2 separate regions of the Capra hircus genome follow, and region 2 is linked to region 1. A link is a contact called in public Hi-C data. All regions are on one chromosome and are shown on one strand. Each heading gives the region's core, a stretch centred on a gene start, on an enhancer-like site or on the middle of the called end of the contact. The rest is flanking DNA. Distances are from core to core; before and after follow the strand shown. Region 1 holds the start of BOD1 (biorientation of chromosomes in cell division protein 1). Region 2 has its middle 18 kb from the start of C20H5orf47.

Region 1 (4,517 bases), core at 1,166-3,665:
GGTGCCACATTCTCCTGGCCACAGGGGTGGCTTCCTGAACCACGTTTAGACGATGCAGGTATTTTCTGGGATTTTTTTTTTTCCTTTACCTGGAGCCATTTTGAGAGGAAGAAGCTGTAAGATGTAACCAAATGGATGACTCTGCTCTGCAGTGACATGGGTTAGATAGCCCTGGTGGAGAATTCTTGGTTCCAAATGCAGCCCTACCCTTCTGGCAGTTTTTTTAATTTTATCCTTCCTTAGATTCCCACAAGGCAATAGATTCTCCCCCTTTGCTCACAGGAGTCAGATTTGTCACTCCTAACCATCAATCCTGACGCTGTCTCTTTTACTATTCAAAATGATTCACCCAGTTCTAGGTAGGACTGGTTACTGAAACGGACAAAGGACAGCTAACGTCACCAACCAGACTCTAACCTTAACAGACCCTGACAATATAGAAAAATCCGTCAGTTCATGAAGTGAAAGATCTACAGTGCCTGTCACCAACGTTTTATTACACTATCACTTTCCCTTAACCTATCAATCTATTCTACTTATTTATATTTTGGATGCATTGCAAAGTAAATTACAAACATCAGCAGTTACACATTCCCTTCCATACATCTGCAGTCTGGGGTGGAGCCTAACAATACGCAAATCTAACAAGTTCTTAGGTGATGCTGATGATCCAAGGACCACGCTGTGAGAACGGTGGGACTAAAGCAACAAAGGATGTGCCTGGAGACACACTACCTCAAGAGCTAAAGCAACCTGATGACAACCAGAAAGAACATCTAAGGGGGTGTTAAGTGGTGAAGGCTCTGATTCCCTCTACCCCAACAGATTCTCAATACCGACTAAAACAAATGTATACTGCATCGGTTAAGCCACATAAAACCTAGTGAGACCTAAGAAAACATAGTGGAGAACTTGCGATGGGAAGCTGAGAGCACCCAGGACTGGAAAATGTGAAAGTTCTGTCAATACGTACGTTGAAAAAGAAAAATTAAGTAATTCATTTCAAGGAGAGAACTGCTCCATGCGTTTTTTAATCTTGGAGAATAACAGTATACTTACTATACATATTGTCTGGTCTACACTTCAGTTTTCTACACCAGAATACACACTTTGAGGACAGGATAGTGACATGCTTGACCCTGTGTCCAGAAACCTCACCAATAAATGTTTAATGGATAACCTATCTTTAAGGCCTAGTTTTAAGCTCACAATCTTCCTGTGAGGTAGGCAAAAGATTTCCATGTTGGGCTCAGAGAGGAGAAATCACTTCCCCAGCGGAGCCCATTCAGTAAGAGAGCCTTCTATGTCTACAACCACAGTCTCGTGAGAGAAACTTCTGAAAAGGGAGTAAAAAAAAACATTTCAGCGACTACTCTTCGACACTTAACACCGGTGACTTCACTGAACACAAATGAATCTAGGCAAGGTCAAGTGAAACAGTATTAGCCGGTTGACCTATGGCATTAGGATCTAACAGAGAATCTTTCAACCAATGATAAAATACAAAATAAGGGTGCCGGTTCTACGAAAATGTACCTTAATTAACTGCATACTCAAGCCTGCAAATCACTGAGCTAGAGAAAAGGAAGAAAGGCTGATGTTTGTGCATTCAAACCATTCCTGCTTACTTACCCGGTTTTCTCCGGTGTTCTTAACATACTGAGATTTGTTACTGTTGTGCTTAAAGGAGTCTCATCTTGGGAAACACAGGGTCGAGGCTGTAAAACCGGTACTGGGTCCCCAAGTTTAGAGTGCTGTTGGGCTAAGCCGCACAGAGCAAGGATGGGGCGGGGAGCCGAACCCACGTGGACATCCCTCAGAAAGCTTCCTATACTGCCCCAAGCGGTCTCCTCGCTGCTGAGATTTGAAAAGTACCTTTTGTTTTTCTCTCGTATTTGGAAAGGCGAAGCTGCAGCCCTAGCAGCCTCACGCCCAGCCCGCCCTCCATGAGCCCAAGCCGCCTCCGCTGACCTTGGTGTCCACGTCGGCCAGGCAGTCCCGGCGGAAGCTGTCAAATAGACCCCGGCTCTTGAGTTGCTCCACGATGAGCGCGATGAGCTGCGGGTCGCCCGGGGGCAGTGAGGCCGGGTTGATGGGGCCGCCGCCCCCGCCGGCCCCGCCGCCGCCCGCCGCCGCCCCCGCCGAGGCCGGGCCCGCGCCGCCGCCGCCCACCGCGCCGGTGCCCCCTCCGCCCCCGCCGTCAGCCATGGCTGCGCGCCGGGCCCGCCAAGGGGCCCGAGTAAGGCTTCCTCTCAAGAACAGAGGGCCTAGGTCGTGGAGAGGTGGCGGAGGGGCCTGAAAAGGAGAAGGCGGCGGCGGCGGGGACGCAGGAGGAAGGGGCGGCGGCGGGGTCCCCAGCGGCCGCAGCAGTCTCTCAGGTAGCTGAGCTGCTGCCGGAGGCGGCGGAAACCGCCCGCCGCGTCCCGGACGCTCTACGGATGACGTCACCGCCGATCTTTGCATTGTGGGGCGGGAGGTCTTCCGGCAGGCAGCTCCCGCTCTCTTATAAGCAGAGGTCTGGCGAGTGGAAACTACATCTCCCGGCAGGCTCCGGGCTCGCGTCTCCAGTTGCGGGAAAGGATGGGACTTGTAGGCGTAGGCCCTAGTTATTGCTGCAGCGTGGGCTGGCCTTCCTTGCCTTCACCCGGTACTGCCCCCTTGCTCTAAATCTGAGCATTCCCAGAGTACCTGATTGTAAGGATCGTCTGCTAGGCTGATTGAATGCATAGATTAACAGGTCTTTCCTTTAGAGCTTCTGATTCAGTATTTCGAGGTCGTGGCCTGGGAATCCGTGATTTTAACGTGTATTCCCACGCCCTTCTTGAGCAACAAATATCATCTGGGAAATGTGGTAAGCAGTGGACTAGTCACATTTCTTTTAGTCAAACATTGTGGGTTTTATTTCCCCTTCTGATTTTAGTAGAAATACATACTTATTTTAGAAAATTGAAAAATAACAGAAAATTGTGCTGTAAAAAAGTTCCCTGATTTTGTTTGTGTGTGTGTGTGTGTGTGTGTGTGTGTGTGTGTGTGTATTTCTTTCAGGATAGTTTTTTTTTTTTTTGGCTTGCTTGGTCTGACTCTTTGCAACACCCATGGACTGTGGCTTGCCAGACTCCTCTCTCCATGGAATTTTCCAGGCAGGAATACTGGAGTGGGTTGCTGTTTCCTTCTCCAGGGGATCTTTGCCACTCAGGGAACAGAACTCTCATTTCCTGTGTCCCCTGCTTTGGCAGGTGGAGTCTTTACTACTGAGCCACCTGGGAAGCCTATAATAATAATAAATGAATGTTGAGTAATTGGAATATTACAGGCATGATACCAAGTACTTTATATACACTACTTCACAATCTAAAGAGCAGTTATTATCACTATTTTGCAGATCCAAAAATGGAGGCACAGAGTTTGTTACCCTGATCACCTAGCTAAAAGTGGAAGAGGAGGGGTTGAAGTCAGGTCACCTGAATCCAAATCTTGGCCATGTTTAACCTAAGGTGTACTACATTTTACGAGCTGCTGCTGCTGCTGCTGCTAAGTCGCTTCAGTCGTGTCCAACTCTGTGCGACCCCATAGACGGCAGCCCACTAGGCTCCTCTGTCCCTGGGATTCTCCAAGCAAGAATACTGGAGTGGGTTGCCATTTCCTTCTCCAATGCATGAAAGTGAAAAGTGAAAGTGATGACTCTCAGTCGTGCCCAACTCTTACCAACCCCATGGACTGCAGCCTAAGCTGACATCAAAGGTAAGGCTTTTTTTCTCAAATTTTTTTGTAGCTACAATTCACCATTGGAACTGCCACCACTATCCTCCCTTCCTTTCAGCTTTTGCCGGTTACTGACTGAACTCTTACCCATAATGTAGGTATTGTTATTTCCTCATCTTCCATAAGCAGTGGAGGGTATGTAAATAATAAATTCTTCAATATCCTTGGCTCCTAAGAAGAGAAATAATAGAGATCTCTCTATTATGGATGCTCTCCTCTCTAACATTTCCCATTTAAAAGCATTTAGCTCTTAAAATGAATATTGGGGTGTTACAGTTTACACTCATCCTTTAACTCAAGTTCAGTCTTCCTCAAAGGTTAAGTTAACCAACATTATCTCTTAATACTTCAGCCATCCTGGGGATTTCCTAATGACTATTTCTCCTAATTGTTCCCACACTTATCACCCACTTTTAGCCCCAGGAGAGGCCTGGGTTCAGGCTGCCTGGGCCCCCAGGTTCATTCTTCTCTAAACTCTGATCACTTTGACCAGCCTCTTCTCCATTTTGACAGGCACACCTTACTCTCTTTCCTCAGGGTAAACTTTTCTGACCTTCTGACCTAATTGGTCTGTCTCACTTTTATAGACTCTCAGAGCCTCTTTCTTGTAACAATTATTTTAATTGAGAGTGAATAATTTATAGGTTAATTGGCCACCTGTTCCCACTGCTAAAGTTTTAGAGCCAGGACCACAGCTTGCTGTTCATCGCCATGTTTCCAGCCCATAGCTCAATACCTAGCTGAAAGTCGACGTG
Region 2 (4,517 bases), core at 1,397-3,896, 350 kb after region 1:
GAAGGTGGTGGGGAAGTGGGTACGTGAAGGGGCACATATAGGGAATGGAAAGAAAGGACAGGAAGAGAAGGACAGTGGAATTCAGCTGTCAAGTGCAATGTAGTGTCCAGAAGCCAACGGCACCTCCCTCAACACACACCACACCCTAACCAGGATTCAGCCTCCCACACTCCTGATGAAATTCTCATCTCTCTTTCTCCTAGGGTGAGGCAATTTTGTAGTGTAGTCACCCATAAAAGGGGGAAATTGGAATCTTGTTTGGCTTTCCTTATACTTGTTTTCCTCGATGGCTCAGCGAGTAAAGAATCCGCTTGCAATGCAGGAGACACAGGAGGCTTGGGTTTAATCCCTGGGTTGGGAAGATCCCCTGGAGGAGACTTCCCTGTAGCTCAAACAGTAAAGAACCTGCCCGTGAGGCAGGAGACTAGGGTTTGATCCCTGGGTTGGGGAGTTCCTCTGGAGAAGGGAATGGCAATCCACTCCAGTATCCTTGCCTGGAGGATTCTATGGACAGAGAAGCCTGGTGGGCTACAGTCTGTGGGGTCGCAAAAGGACACGACTGAGCAGCTAACACAATCCACACAGTCCTGGAGAGGGAAACAGCAACCCACTCCAGTATTCTTGCCTGAAAAATCCCATAGACAGAGGAGCCTGGCAGTCGACAGCCCTGAGGGTCACAGAAAGTCAGACACGACTGAGTGACTAAGAGTGCACACATACTTGTTTTATATCATTATATTTTCTTCTTTAAATTATTAAAACATATGGAGAGTGGAGCGCCATCATTCTCAAAAGTTGGGGTTATACATGTCTGTTTCTGATAAGAGTTACTGCTGTGTTATTACAGAGTAAGCACTCAATGCATTTAACCTGTTATTAGTAGCAACATAATGACGTCTGATTAGTAGCATCATAACAATGACTACCGTCTTACTTGGGTTTCTCTTAACTTGCACGTGGGGTATCTCTTCACGCCTGCTCCAGCAAAGCGCAGCTGCTGCTCCTTACCTTGGATGAGGGGATCTCCTCACCACCACCCCTCCTGACCTTGAACATGGAATAGCTCCTCTAGGCCCGCCTGCACCCGCCCAGCCACCGCTCCTTGGACATGGGGTTGCTCCTCCTGGCCACAGCCCCTGGCCTCGGGCAGGGGATAGCTCCTCCTGCGCCATCACAGCCTGGCACTCTTGGCTATTGCCCCTGACCTTGGACATGGGGTAACTCCTCTCGGCCACCGTCCCTCGGGCATGGGGTCCTCCCGGCTTCTGCCCCTGACCTCAGATGTGGGGTAGCTCCTCTCGGCTGCCCTCTGTATGCCGTCAGCCGCCCGCATGAACTTCCAGATGGTCAAGCTGGTTTTAGAAAAGGCAGAGGAACCAGAGATCAAATTGCCAACATCCATTAGATCATTGAAAAAGCAAGAGAGTTCCAGAAAAACATCTACCTCTGCTTTATTGACTATGCCAAAGCCTTTGACTGTGTGGATCACAACAAACTGTGGAAAATTCTAAAAGAGATGGGAATACCAGACCACCTGACCTGCCTCTTGAGAAACCTGTATGCAGGTCAGGAGGCAACAGTTAGAAGTGGACATGGAACAACAGACTGGTTCCAAATAGGAAAAGGAATATGTTAAGGCTGTATATTGTCACCCTGCTTATTTAAATTATATGCAGAAAAACGCTGGGCTGGAAGAAGCACAAGCTGCAATCAAGATTGTCGGGAGAAATCTCAATCACCTCAGATGCAGATGACACCACCCTTATGGCAGAAAGTGAAGAGGAACTAAAAAGCCTCTTGATGAAAGTAAAAGAGGAGAGCGAAAAGTTGGCTTAAAGCTCAACATTCAGAAAACGAAGATCATGGCATCTGGTCCCATCACTTCATGGGAAATAGATGGGGAAACAGTGTCAGGCTTTATTTTTTGGGGCTCCAAAATCACTGCAGATGGTGACTGCAGCCATGAAATTAAAAGACGCTTACTCCTTGGAAGAAAAGTTATGACCAACCTAGATAGCATGTTGAAAAGCAGAGACATTATTTTGCCAACAAAGGTCCGTCTAGTCAAGGCTATGGCTTTTCCAGTGGTCATGTATGGATGTAAGAGTTGGACTGTGAAGAAAGCTGAACACTGAAGAATTGATGCTTTTGAACTGTGGTGTTGGAGAAGACTCTTGAGAGTCCCTTGGACTGCAAGGAGATCCAACCAGTCCATTCTGAAGGAGATCAGCCCTGGGATTTCTTTGGAAGGAATGATGCTAAAGCTGAAACTCCAGTACTTTGGCCACCTCATGCGAAGAGTTGACTCATTGGAAAAGACTCTGATGCTGGGAGGGATTGTGGGCAGGAGGAGAAGGGGACGACCGAGGATGAGATGGCTGGATGACATCATTGACACGATGGACGTGAGTCTGAGTGAACTCCGGGCGTTGGTGATGGACAGGGAGGCCTGGCATGCTGTGATTCATGGGATCGCAAAGAGTCGGACATGACTGAGCGACTGAACTGAACTGAACTGAACTGAATAATGACTATCTACACTGTTGCAGAGTGCAGGTCCCTGTGCTGGGTGGGAGGCAGGAGTGGGCGGCAGGGTCACTGGCAGCAGGGGGAACCCTCTGATGCTGCCTTCCCACCTCCTGCTTATTCTCACATTTCCACAGGATCTAGCCTGGCAGAGTTGCCATGGTGACGGAGAAAGCAGAGACTCCAGGCCCAGCACTGCCTAGTTCCTGCTTTCTCCTTCCTACTGGGTGGGGGTTGGGGAATCCATACTGTGTAGCAGGGGCGCTGAGCCTATGCTACCAACATGAGCAAAACTCCAAGGGGCCGTGAGCTGGGACTTGTTTTCTGGAATCTTTCAGTTTAGGGAAAGAAGCAGGAAAAGAGGAGTGGGAGCTAGAAAGTAGGCCTTTTGTCTCCCAGCTGGCCGCTCCATTATCCTGCCTTTGAGGAAATATGGTTTTCAGTTCCTCAGTTATTTCCCTTTTGCCCTCAAGAATAGCAAATCTCAGGCATTGTGACCCAGGCACTGTGTGGGATAGTAGAGGCCTCTTGGGATCCGTAGGGTTAAGGGTACGGCTCTGGGGTGAGAATCCCTCCCCCCGGCCCAGGGTTTCTGTCCCTTTGCCGCACCTGGCTGGGTGATTTCAGCCACACTAGGTAACCTCTGAGTATTGCTCATCTCATCCATCAGAAGGGGCAAATAATGTCTCCATTATTAGGTTGAAGTGAGGATTAAATGAGGCAATCATGAAAAAAAAAAAAAACCCACAAACTATAAACATTAGTGACTCTTATTATCATGACCATTATTGTCCTAGATATTGACATTGTGGCCAGTAACTATCTTGGGGAAGTCCATTCCCCTCTGTGACATTATAGCCAACCCCACCCAAGCTCTGTACAGAGGGGACAGTGATCCTCAGCTACAATGACTGGATCAAGTGAAAGCCGAGTGCTCTGCCCGATGCAGCTGGAGTACCACAGAAATCTGGCTTCGCCAAGCCTTGATAAAGCCCTCCAACAGCTTCCCAAGGCCCTGGAAATAAAATCAGCACATTTTCCCAGGTGTGGGTGACCTGAAAGATCTAGCCTCACTCCCACCCCAACTTCCTCTCCTAACCCTTCTCCATCGCACCTTCCTGCCACAAGACAGGCCTCTCTCTTTCCTCCAGTGCAAGCCACCTTTCATGGGGCAGGGTCTTCCCACTCCTTTTTACCTCCAGTAAGAAATTATCTGCCTGCCCTGCTCCACCCTCTCCCTGTCTTCAGCTCAACTCAGAACAGGACTGGTTCCTCCTTCACACTTTGGGGCTTAGATTAAACATCACCTCCTCTGAGATAAATTCCTGAATCACTCTTTCTAAACGCCCTCTGTTCCTGCACTCACCGTCATCACACTTGGTTTGTTATCAGAAGATCTCCTTCTGACTCGCTTTATTACAGTGTCTAATTATCTCGATATATAATTTGCGTACCTGCTTTTTTAGGCGAGGCAGACAAGTGCTGCCTGAATCCTATTTGCGTCCTCAGGACTTGTCTGTGCCTTGCACACCATAAGTGCTTGTTAAATGTTTGCCAAGTGGGTGACTCACAGGATCCTGACGTCCGTTCTCTTTCCAAGGCCGGCTCTCAAAACTGCCACTGAGAGGATGGCTGGGCTGCAGTGGGGCCTCAAGGCTCAGGTATTTCCCAAGCAGGATAGAGATGGGAATGCTTGATAAAGGCAGCTCACAGTCCTCAAATGCCAGTGGGTGCCAGGTTCAACTGGGGATATTGTTCAAATATGGGTTTTAGTTCTGCCCTGAGAGAGCCCAAGACCACATTTCTAACAAGCTTCTCTGAACATGCTGGAGAAGCCAACACCGAGTCTCTGCAGAAACCTGGGAGACACAAGGACTGGGAGAATGTGGGTGCTGGGAGAAGAGAGTCTGACTGGGTTGTGGGTGCAGCTCATGGATTGGAAGTGGGGGCACCCAGGACCTGAAAGGGAGGGTGGAGGACGAGAAAGACCT

Evidence for each region. A called contact is a pair of places that touch in the nucleus more often than the background predicts.
Region 2: a Hi-C map of blood shows a contact between it and region 1, with 7 times the contacts expected there. The contact joins the enhancer-like site here to the promoter of BOD1 in region 1. A contact is called at or near these places in 3 of 5 Hi-C or Micro-C datasets (blood and liver).

What each region holds. Positions count from the first base shown.
Region 1 is chr20:5,388,402-5,392,918 of ARS1.2, forward strand. It overlaps BOD1 (biorientation of chromosomes in cell division protein 1), which reads right to left and starts at 2,416. Exons shown (of 4, transcript XM_018065661.1): 1 at 1,972-2,416. The coding sequence starts at 2,208.
Region 2 is chr20:5,736,610-5,741,126 of ARS1.2, forward strand. No RefSeq gene overlaps it. Among named protein-coding and RNA genes, the nearest start is that of C20H5orf47, 18 kb to the right of the region's middle. Within about 2 kb of position 2,647, at least 1 of the 5 cell types and tissues checked has an H3K27ac peak or open chromatin away from gene starts, as enhancers often do.